Linked DNA regions of Gossypium hirsutum: region 1 is linked to region 2. Evidence: chromatin contacts called from public Hi-C data. All regions are on one chromosome and are shown on one strand. Each heading gives the region's core, a stretch centred on a gene start, on an enhancer-like site or on the middle of the called end of the contact. The rest is flanking DNA. Distances are from core to core; before and after follow the strand shown.

What was found. Hi-C and Micro-C count contacts between places; a contact is called where the count stands out from the background.
Region 1: a contact with region 2 is called in a Hi-C map of leaf, with 1.7 times the contacts expected there. The contact joins the promoter of LOC107913395 here to the promoter of LOC107913389 in region 2. A contact is called at or near these places in 3 of 34 Hi-C or Micro-C datasets (all in leaf).

Annotation. Positions count from the first base shown.
Region 1 is chrD11:31,986,612-31,992,074 of Gossypium_hirsutum_v2.1, reverse strand. It overlaps LOC107913395 (kinesin-like protein KIN-14B), which reads right to left and starts at 3,948. Exons shown (of 24, transcript XM_041104044.1): 1 at 3,473-3,948; 2 at 2,135-2,258; 3 at 1,183-1,269; 4 at 908-1,078; 5 at 654-760. The coding sequence starts at 3,703.
Region 2 is chrD11:31,828,251-31,833,582 of Gossypium_hirsutum_v2.1, reverse strand. LOC107913389 (O-fucosyltransferase 39) reads left to right here and starts at 1,730. Exons shown (of 10, transcript XM_041104041.1): 1 at 1,730-2,438; 2 at 2,974-3,036; 3 at 3,129-3,210; 4 at 3,310-3,380; 5 at 3,510-3,598; 6 at 3,715-3,918; 7 at 4,148-4,418; 8 at 4,781-5,008; 9 at 5,095-5,292. The coding sequence starts at 2,298.

The DNA of each region.
Region 1 (5,463 bases), core at 2,699-5,198, 160 kb before region 2:
AAGAAAAAAAATAGCAATACAGATTAAAAAAAGGATACAAGGCTATCATATAAATAATGATGAATCATCGATCCGTCAAAAGTAATCACTAGTCATTCTATATACAAAGAAATAAGCCAAATGCAGCAAAGTCTCGATATAAGAAAATTGAAAAGTAGAAGCAATTGATATATTTGAGAGGCCTAGAAAGGCATAATACAGACTAAAATAATTAAAGACATATCATATCAATGATGAATCATCAAACCGTCTAAAGTAATCACTAGTCATTCTAATTATACAGACAGACAAGCCAAATGCAGCAAAGTCCCAATACAAGAAAAATTGAAAGAAGTACAAGCAGTTGACAGATTTAAGAGGCCTAAAAAGGCATAACTAGTGATACAAGATGCTCCATTGGAGGAAGTGAGAGCCACTAGTGGCAAACATGAATATCTTAACCATCAAACTAATGTATCAAACATATTTATAAGAAAAAAAATTAAAAATAATAAGAGAGAGAGAGATTATCTAATAAGATGGTAATTCGCCATTTTATCCCAAGTAAATGCATAGCAATTCTAGTTTTGATCTTATAGATAGATACATAGACATAGTGCAAGAGCACATGCACATATGACACACATGTAGAGAGAGAAATAGAGGGAAACAACCATGGTGTGTGTCTTTCCTGACTGAGTTTGTCCGTAAGCAAATATGGAAATATTATATCCATCCAAGGCTGATTGCACAAATGGTTGAACATCACTGAACAGCTCAGCTACAGAGAAACATATGTCATTATACTCTTGTTTTAACTAACATGTATAACCACTACCAGCAATAAAAAAGTAAATTAGATATTTTGACAGTCACAAATTCTGGTCAATTCCTTCTTTCTTAAATTAATAAAAGAAACGGTACTAACCTTGTCCAACATGAGGCCCATAAACCCTGTCAAATTCAAAATCTTTTTTGGGGTTGGCAATTGTATCATCACCGGTATTTATACGAATAGTACACTCATCAGGAAATTCAACAACTGAAGGACCTTCATCTTCAAAAAGTGGTCTTGTCCGACAAAATAACTTTATGTTTCCTGAAAAAAGAATCTCATTTCTCAAAGAAAAGTACTATCATCATGACATGAAAAACAGATAGAAATAATACATGCTAGTTGGAAAGTACAAAGTTGGAAAGTACCTTTGGCTGTCAATAAGTCATTAAACAACCTTTTCTTCTCATTGACCAACGGAGATATTCTAGCCTCACTTTCAAGGGCAAATTGATCTGCCATTTATATTTAGAGACAATTTATAACCATCAATAGAAGTAATAGAACTCAGCAACAACAAAATCTTGAAATGAAGGGGCAATAGTGTAACCATTTGGAGTATACAGGTATTTTATCAATTTGCAGTAATTTATATTTTTAAGATATGATGCTCTTTACTTTGCTTTCCCACCTTTCTTTTATTGTCAAATAGAATACAAATTCTTGAATGATCTTATCAAACAAAAAAAATTGAAGACAAACCTAACAAAACAAAATCACACCATTCACCATCAAATGCATAAAATTGTGGATAAACAGGAGACCCTCATAATGCTTTGGTTGATTACCATATCCATATTACCAAACATTTATGACGTTACCACATTTTAGCTTCCCTAGTGGTTATATTTCCATGCTTCAGCAGCAAACTTCCAATAAAAGGCATTAAAACAAGGGTGACACAACTCCTGCAACATGCATAAAGGAAATAAAGAATTTATTTTCTTTATCCTTTTTACTGTTTTTAACCAAACAACTAATTTCTTTTGCTCTCCTTATTTCTTCTTAGTGCTTCTTTTAAAAGCATTTTTGGATCCCCTTTGTTCTTTTTGGACAAGGGGTCAACATAAAGCACTTTTAACTTTTTTCTTTAAATTTTTATCTCAAAATTCATCTCATGAGCACAAAATCATAGGCAACAGGAAAAAATAGCACAATGTTTCTTCTAAAAATTACAAGGTGATTACAAATAAACCAAACCCCGGAGAAGAATCTTTGGAATATACCATTAGACATGCAAACCAAGCACTAAAATAGCTGAAGCATAAGGAATTCATGAACGTAACCCAAACAAACTGCCACTAAACCTTAATATATTACCTAGTTTACGAGTTTTATCAGCAAGAACACCTAGGTAACGTGTAAGTCGATCGAGTTTAGCATTTGAATATTCCTGCAGATCATTAACTTCCTGTCGCAACTCCAAGTAGTCTTCTTTTGCAAGCTGCCAAATTAATGTAATAAAAAAATGCATCAAACACAAGACACTACAATGATAAAACCCAGAATGCTTACTAAATTACTATAGTGAGCCAAAACAATTTTTGCTTTAGTCCCACCCCAAAAAAGCTTCTAACATCAAAGACATCATATGTTACCAATCATTATTTCAGACTTCAGAAAATACCAGAGAAATTAAGGATTTCCAAAACTGTTCTTTCATAAAGCTTGAATGCATATGACAAGAGTCAAAATTATTCACTCAAAATTTCGTAATCAACTTCAACCCAAGCAATCACCTAATCCATATGCTATCTTTTCAGACCAAGGAGATACAACAAAACTTAGGTAATAATATAGAAGCTCATTTATTAATAGAATCAAAGACAAGTATCACATCCGAAAACCAGAGCACAGATCCCTTAATGGCTTCCCAAGAAAAATAAGCCAGACCTTGGAGTATATTAACATTAGATTAATTGACTTTTGAATTGTCAGCCAGCTATTTCATTTGCTATTCTCAAGCCACTGTTTGGTAATGGCTCGTGTTGTTGTCCCTCAAGATCAGCACATGCATTATGTCAAAGATTCATTATCAGTATTAGAAGTTTTCCACAGAACTATCATAAAATTGCCATATAGGATAGGAGGGGAAAACTTTTCTTTTCATCCAAATACTGGGCAACAAAGTCCACTCAAATATCATAAAAAGGGGCATCCCAATCGACATTTGACACAATGCACAATCTTACAACAGTTGAAACCAACACAATTTGGATCATCAAGAAGGATCCGAAGCTTGTGTAGCAAGAATGCGACCAGTATTAAACATTCTCAACTAACTGAGTTTTCTGCATGAACAGCAATTCACATTCCAGAAACTGATGACCAAGTTGTGGTTCATCAAATCCAAATTCTAATTTGCCATTAAAATTTTATACAGTTTTGAGCTCCTCCATTGAATTTGGATCAATTTCCCAGCAAACCTAATCTTCCAGAAAATGACATTAAAAAAGCATATTCTAGTTGTATTTGTTAAAATTTATAGATTAAAACAAACTACTCAAAAACACTGCATGTTAATTCCTAAAAACGGAGCTTAGTTAAAATCACATTGATAGACTAAAGCGACTTCTTCAACTCCATCGGAACAAGTTACCAGCTAAAACACTAATCACTCGAAAACTTTGACAATCCGAAGCCGATTCACACCGTTACCTTAACTTTATCCTTCAATCGGAGCACCTTAGAAGCCAAAGCCTGCTTAGAAAATTCCGAAGAAAACGGCGAAGCCAACGAGGAGGCAGCCGAGATCGAGTACCGTCGCATCAACGGCGCAACACTGGCCCTAGGTAGGTCCTCCGGAGACGACGGCGACGTCCGCCGTGGCTCGAAGCCACTCACCTCCCAGTTCCACCGGTTATTGTTGCTACTCTTCTGCTCCCCCATCGCCCCAAACAAATTGGGGAAAAAATGAATAAAAGCTCAAAAAAATAATATCCAAAAAGAGGCAGGGGTTTTTCAAAATCTAGTGGTAGTAGTAGCAGTAATGTAAATGCTGCGTTCCCGATGAGCTATGTTTGGCTCATTTTAATTTTAATTTTAATTTTAATTTTTCAATTTTATTTTTAATTTTTCCCTCTTTGGGGATTATAAACGAGGGGATGGGGGAAACGGGTGGGACTGGGCGTAAAACGTAGTCATTTTCCAAACTTTATGAAGGGAACAATTATGTGGGACAATTTCAGACGCAATCAAATGTGCGTTTGGAAATGGTTCGGAAATCGCTCTCACGCACCACAGACTGTTTGTTTTTCTTTTAAATAGAGAGGGAGCGTGTGATTTCTTATGCTTCAGCGTGTCCAAACATCTGTTCATAAATGTGTTGGATCAACATTTAACTCAATTTTGTATTGGTTTTAATTTTTTGTCCAATCCAAATTTCTGCCCCCTCCCTTCCACATTTTTATTATTATATTTATTTTGAAATCTATAATATACATAACGGATCAATTAATGTTATCCATCTTGTTAAATAATTAAATAACAATTGAGCTTTTTAAAAAGTAAAACCAATAATATAAATTCATCATCCATCAAAAATAAATTATTTTTTTATAAAAACATATCCTTAAATCAATTGTGAGAAGTATTATCATATATCAAATTTAAATATTACCTGAATTTTTTAAAATAAATAAATAAATCACACGATGATGAATTAGGTATGGTTAATCCAAAACTTTTGAAAGACGGATAAATTTGATCTACGGACAACACAAGAAAACTGCCTGTGAATTGTTTGTTCTTTATCCCAAAATTTGAAAGCTTTTTATAAGTTATTTGTGGTTGGGTCATGGGTGAGTTTATTGAGAGCAAAATTATGTGTGTTTGCAGGATGAGCTGGCAAAAACATGTTTCTATGATTTTCTTTTTTTTAATTTGTTGGCAGGCTTTGTTCCTTTTGGATATGGCAAAACCCGCCTCACCCTTTCAAACATTCCTATTTACCCAAAAAAAAACACTGAAAGGCTAATTTTCTTTATAGCATGCATTTGAAATCAGATTTTATCAACTTTTCTTTTCTTTTTTTTTTTGGGGTACAAAGAATTTATTAGTTTCTTATTAAAGAATTAAAAAGGCTGTGATAAAATAATAAAAAGGGATGGGTGGCACCATCTTTTGAAATGATGATGAACATCATCATATTTTGAGTGTAGATGCAGACATTTTATTTTTCTATAAATGATTTCTTAGTTTCTGACGTATTGCTTTTCTTACTATCATTGCAATACCAAGTAGCTTTTTCATAAGTTTTCTTAACATGAATTACAAATCTCTTTTTCCATCTCTGTGAAATCTTCTATGGTTGTTGATTCTCTCGGTGATCTCTTTCTTATTTATAATCACCTCTCTTTTGATTTTCCATTTAAACTCTAATGTCACGTTTGATTAAAGTAATATATTTTTACATGTTTTAGTTATTGGTTAATTGTAAACTTTTTCTTCATCTTATTACACTAGTAACAATTAACCAAACATAGCATAAGTCACTTTCTAGTTTTTCAACATATTTCCGTTCCATTCTCTTATTTTGCTAGTTTGCATTGCTCTAGATAACGATAACAAGGATGTTGTGAATGATATTGTGAGCAAAAACCTTAAAAATAAACTCATCGTGATTTATCTAAAGGCAAATGCCAAAATCG
Region 2 (5,332 bases), core at 481-2,980:
ACACTTGTTCCCAGACCCCTATTAATAAAACCAAACGAATTATTTTTAAAAAATATCACAAATTTTTTATAAAATTAAAGATAATAATATGGACAAATGTAAAATGAATTTGAATTAATCATAATAAATTTAAATAAAATTTGAAATCTACATTTTAAATCAAATTAGGTTTAAGCTAACTTAAAATCTTGGAACCCACTCCTCCAATCACAATAAATCCCCTAAATAATTAATCAATTTTAATAATATAAGAGGAAAACTACAATCCGAGTTTCAAAATATTTTTAGGATTATCGTTGAGTTTTTTAAATTTATAAATATAAAAAGAAGGTTCAACTTAGTTGATACGTGTCACTTCTTTTCTTTTTTAAATGTAAAGTCCCTATGTTATCCTCACCTATATATAATGGATCAACTCTTTCCCCTTTTCCTTTTGCATTATTTAAAAGAATGGTAAAATTTCAATTTTGGTCCCTATAGTATCCTCAAATTTAAGATTATATAACAATGGTCAAATTTTAATCCTGGTCTATGTGCTACACCCAAATATAAGATCTAATCTTTTTACTTCAACTTTTTTTTATATAATTTAGTGTCTCAACTTTAATAATGTCATTGATTAAAATGTTGATATAACTTTTAAGAGTTGTAAACACTCTTGAAATCATTTGTGAAGTTCAAGTCTATTGCTTTTTCTTTCGTTACATGGTTATTACGTAAGTGGATATTTTTTCAATTTCAAAATATTACACTAGTAAATTTTATAAAATAATTTAATTGGATTTAAAATTTTTAAATTCATAAAATAGAGGGACTAATTTCTTAAAAGTAAAAGTAGGAATACTAAATACTATAATCTTTAAATATTTACTCTATAATTTAGAGTTAAAAAATTAACCCATCATCGAAAAGTGGGAAAAATTGTACTAATAATATATGAAAACAACATACATAACGTAGATATTTTGTCTCCAACTATTGACACGTGATTACCTTTTTCTTTCTTTCTTTTTTTCTAAATAAGTTAATTTTTTTTCTGAAAACATCAATGCTTATAATATAATAAATAATAAATCATTTTAATCACCTAAATGAGTGGTCTTAATGTCGAATCCTTATGACAAAAGGAAAGAAGAAAATATGAGCCGATTTTGACAAGGTATGAATGACAATAAGACTAAGATATAAAGGAAGGAAGGTGATTTTTCCATTTTTTTAATGAAATTATTAATCAACAAAATTAATGGATTTTTTTACCTATATGTATCAGTCAAAATTACAGTAATTTTCAATTAATAATTCTCAATTTACGAGTTATGCACAGATTATATTTTGGTAAAATTTTATAAAGTGTTCTTATACTATGTTCTTTTAGGTAAATTTAGTCTTTGTACGATAGAAATACTTGTAGATTAGATTAGATCAAGTTAAAGTTTGATTTTTAAAAAAATTTCAAGTTCAAACTTGACCCGTCCAAAAAAAAACTTATACTACTATTTAAAAATTAATGAAATGTCAAAATATATAATTTTTTTATTAATTTATATATTTTTAAAATTCTTTTATTTAAATCGATAAATCATATTAGATTAACAAAAATACTATTGTTGAATCTTTCACATTCATCCAAAAACATGGGGCCCCCAGAAAAATGTGATCATGACTACCATATTTTCTATATGCATGAATGTAGTACCTAAAAAGACTTGAATAGTTTCGAAGGTAGCGTAGCGTCTGCGTCTGCGTCGGTGCTCTCATCTAATCACATTCTCATCACTATTCTCCCTTAAAGGTGGTTACTTTAATCAAAAGTTTCACAAATCCCCCCACCGCACCCAACGGTCTTATTTTTGTCTCTAACGAAACACTTGTGAAAAATAAAGAAATAACTTTTACCCACTGATTCATATTTTACTGTGATTTTCCGTGCACGACCACCAAGTTTCCAACTTTATCCATGGGGTATATATGTTCCTTATGGGTCCCCCCTTAAGAAATAAAGGACACCGTTTCTCATAATCAAAGCTTTACAGGTGTCTATGTCAGGCGCCTTAAGTAAGGCCATAATGTGAGAAACGAAGAGAAGGTGATGCATGCGGTGTTGGCTGGGTGCTTGAGTCTGCTTCTTCCTTCTTCTATGTTTCTTCTTTTCGGCTATATTGATTAAATTTTTGTTTTAAGCTTTGCTTGTTTGAGTGCTTTTCGCTATCAAGGCCTACCAAAGCCAACAAAGAAAAAAAAAACTGAGGAAAGTGGTCATTTGGAGATCTGGGTTTCTCAGCTTTAAGGGAAGAGTGATGATGAGATTAAATTACCAGAGGCATTGTTATCAGCTTCTTAGAAGAAAAGCAATGTGTGGGTTATTTGTGTTGATTTTCCCACTTATTTTTCCTTGTTTATTTACTCCATTCACCCATGCTTCTCCTTCTACGTTCTCGGTATGTTTCTATATCAAAATTTTTTCTTTGCTTAATTTTCTAGGGAAAAAAAATATGAGTTCTGGGTTCCTGTAAATTTCATGGAAAGATAAACGGGAAGTTTGGAGTTGTTTGAGAGAAATTTTTTGCAATTTACTAAAAATGGAAAGTACGGATGGTTTGGAGTTTAATTTGCCGACTGAAGTTTGTGGCTAACTGCAAGCTTATGTAGCTATGTGTCTGATAATCCGATTGCTTTATTAAAAATTATGCCAAATATGGCATTATTCTCTTTGGTGGTAATATATATAGTTAATTCACTTCAACTGGAAAGTCGAAATTTATAACCAATAATTGTTAATAGGGTATGTTGCTCAAACTCACTCTTTTATCTTTCCTGGAATATCCTGTCGGACATGGTGGCACTTGTGTCCCATATATATTTGAACATGAGACGCGATCCTCTAAAGGCCTTGTAAAATTAAATATACCCGTACTGAACATATATTCGAATAACACGACAAATGAAATGCTCATAACTTAACCTTTGTTGCAGGAGTGGAATGTCCCTAAACCTAGGCATTTACGTTTACTCAGGAGTGCCTTACAGCGCGAACGTGTGAGTAGATATGTTTCTTAAGCGGCATCTGCCCCTGTGTGTGCCTGGACTTGTAATTTTTTTGTCTGATTTATTTCTATGTTCCTATTCAGCTTACTGGGGAGCAATCTGATCTCTGGGCTCCTCTGGCTGACCAAGGGTGGAGACCATATCTTGGATCTGTAAATGCCCCTTGTGAGTTATTAGCCATGAGATTTTCTAGTTTTGGTTTCTTCATGATTGTTAATATTTGCTGAGTTATGAGACACTGAAACTGGAGTTTGCGGTGGGCAGCATTGCCACAGAAATCAGAAGGATATCTACAGGTATTTCTTGATGGGGGACTCAACCAGCAAAGAATGGGGGTAGGTTTTCGTATCTATTTTACATGCTTAGAGGAGTCGAGAATTGCGAACCATTCCGATATTTTCAGTCAAATGTTTGTTTTGGGAAAGGAATTAGATGGTAAGGTGTTACATTTACTGTTTTTGTAGATATGTGATGCTGTTGCAGTTGCTAAAATACTGAACGCAACGCTTGTGATCCCGCATCTTGAAGTAAATCCTGTCTGGCAAGATTCAAGGTACTTTATGGGGAAGGAATTTTTCCTTTTCCGTTGCTTATTCCAATGGGAAATGTCTGGTTTTTTGTGTCGGTTCTAAGGAAGCGTTTTTTCTGAAGCAATTACTTTCCCTGCAGCTCATTCATGGATATATTTGATGTGGATCACTTTATGAATGTGTTGAAGGATGACATCCCGATCATCAAAGCGCTTCCTGATGAATTCTCGTGGAGCACAAGGGAGTATTATGCCACTGCTATTCGAGGCACTAGAATAAAAAGAGCACCTGTTCATGCATCTGCAAACTGGTATCTTGAAAACGTCTTTCCCGTACTGCAGAGGTTGGTAGCAGCATGAACATTTTGTTTTAGTACACGGTTTAGTAGATTTTAGAAGTTTTGGGCTTAAGGACGTTTTTGTACCCTGTCATGCACTCGAACATGTCAGTTCCTGCCATGGTTTTAGTTTAGGAAATGTGAGCTAACCTGTTTGCCCAGTTTTGTGATTTTATCCCCGTTTCTTTCACTTGCCAATTTGTGTGATCTAAAAGCATGTCCTGTTTTGGTACAGTAATGGGATTGCTGCAATTTCTCCATTCTCTCACCGTTTGTCTTTTGACAACCTGCCGAGTGAGATCCAGCAACTACGATGTAAAGTCAATTTTAAAGCGCTTGTTTTTGTTCCGCACATTAGAGCACTGGGAGATGCCCTTGTCCATCGCCTAACGTATCCTCCAGGTCAAAGTCAAGCAAGTAGCACTGACTATCTCAGGGAGACCACCGATCAAAATGGCAAACAAAATCCGCAAAAATTTGTTGTGTTACACCTTCGATTTGATAAGGTATAACCAGCTTATACTGTAGATTGAGTTCCTCATTGAGCATATTAAAAGATAAGAACTGTAAACATTTACTTCTCTATATGCTTGAGCTCTGTTGTTAAGATATCTGTTTGATCATTTCGACCATGTACACTATCTGCCTGCAAAACTTATACATGCGGTATCCGTAGAAAATGTGAGATGGTCATCTGTTGTCAAAGTTACATGGTTACATACACAGTTTAACACTCTTTATACATTAGTTCAGTTAACAAGCTTTAAGGATGGAAGATGATTGACCTATTTGATTTTAGTGTTTTCTCCAATGACTTTCTATTTTATGGCCAGTCACTGGTTTTCTCACTAACCTTTGATACGTGCAGGATATGGCTGCCCATTCGGCCTGTGATTTCGGTGGGGGTAAGGCTGAAAAATTGGCTCTGGCCAAGTACCGGCAAACAATTTGGCAAGGAAGAGTTCTCAATTCACAGTTTACAGACAAAGAGTTGAGAAGTCAGGGGCGTTGCCCGTTGACTCCTGAAGAAATCGGATTGCTGCTGGCAGCTTTGGGTTTCGACAATAATACCCGTCTTTATCTTGCCTCCCACAAGGTCCATTGTCTTACAAACTTTGGTTTTGCAGCGTTACTTCTCTTCCCTACACTTTCCCTCACAACTTCGAATTCATTGTATTCCAGGTATATGGAGGGGAAGCTAGGATTTCCACACTACGAAACCTCTTCCCCTTGATGGAAGACAAAAAGAGCCTAGCCTCTTCGGCGGAAAGGGTCCATATAAAAGGAAAAGCTTCTTTGTTGGCTGCTGTTGATTACCATGTCGGGATGCATAGTGACATCTTTGTCTCAGCTTCTCCTGGGAATATGCACAATGCTTTGGTGAGTACTTCTGGCTCATAGAATAATGCACCATGAATTG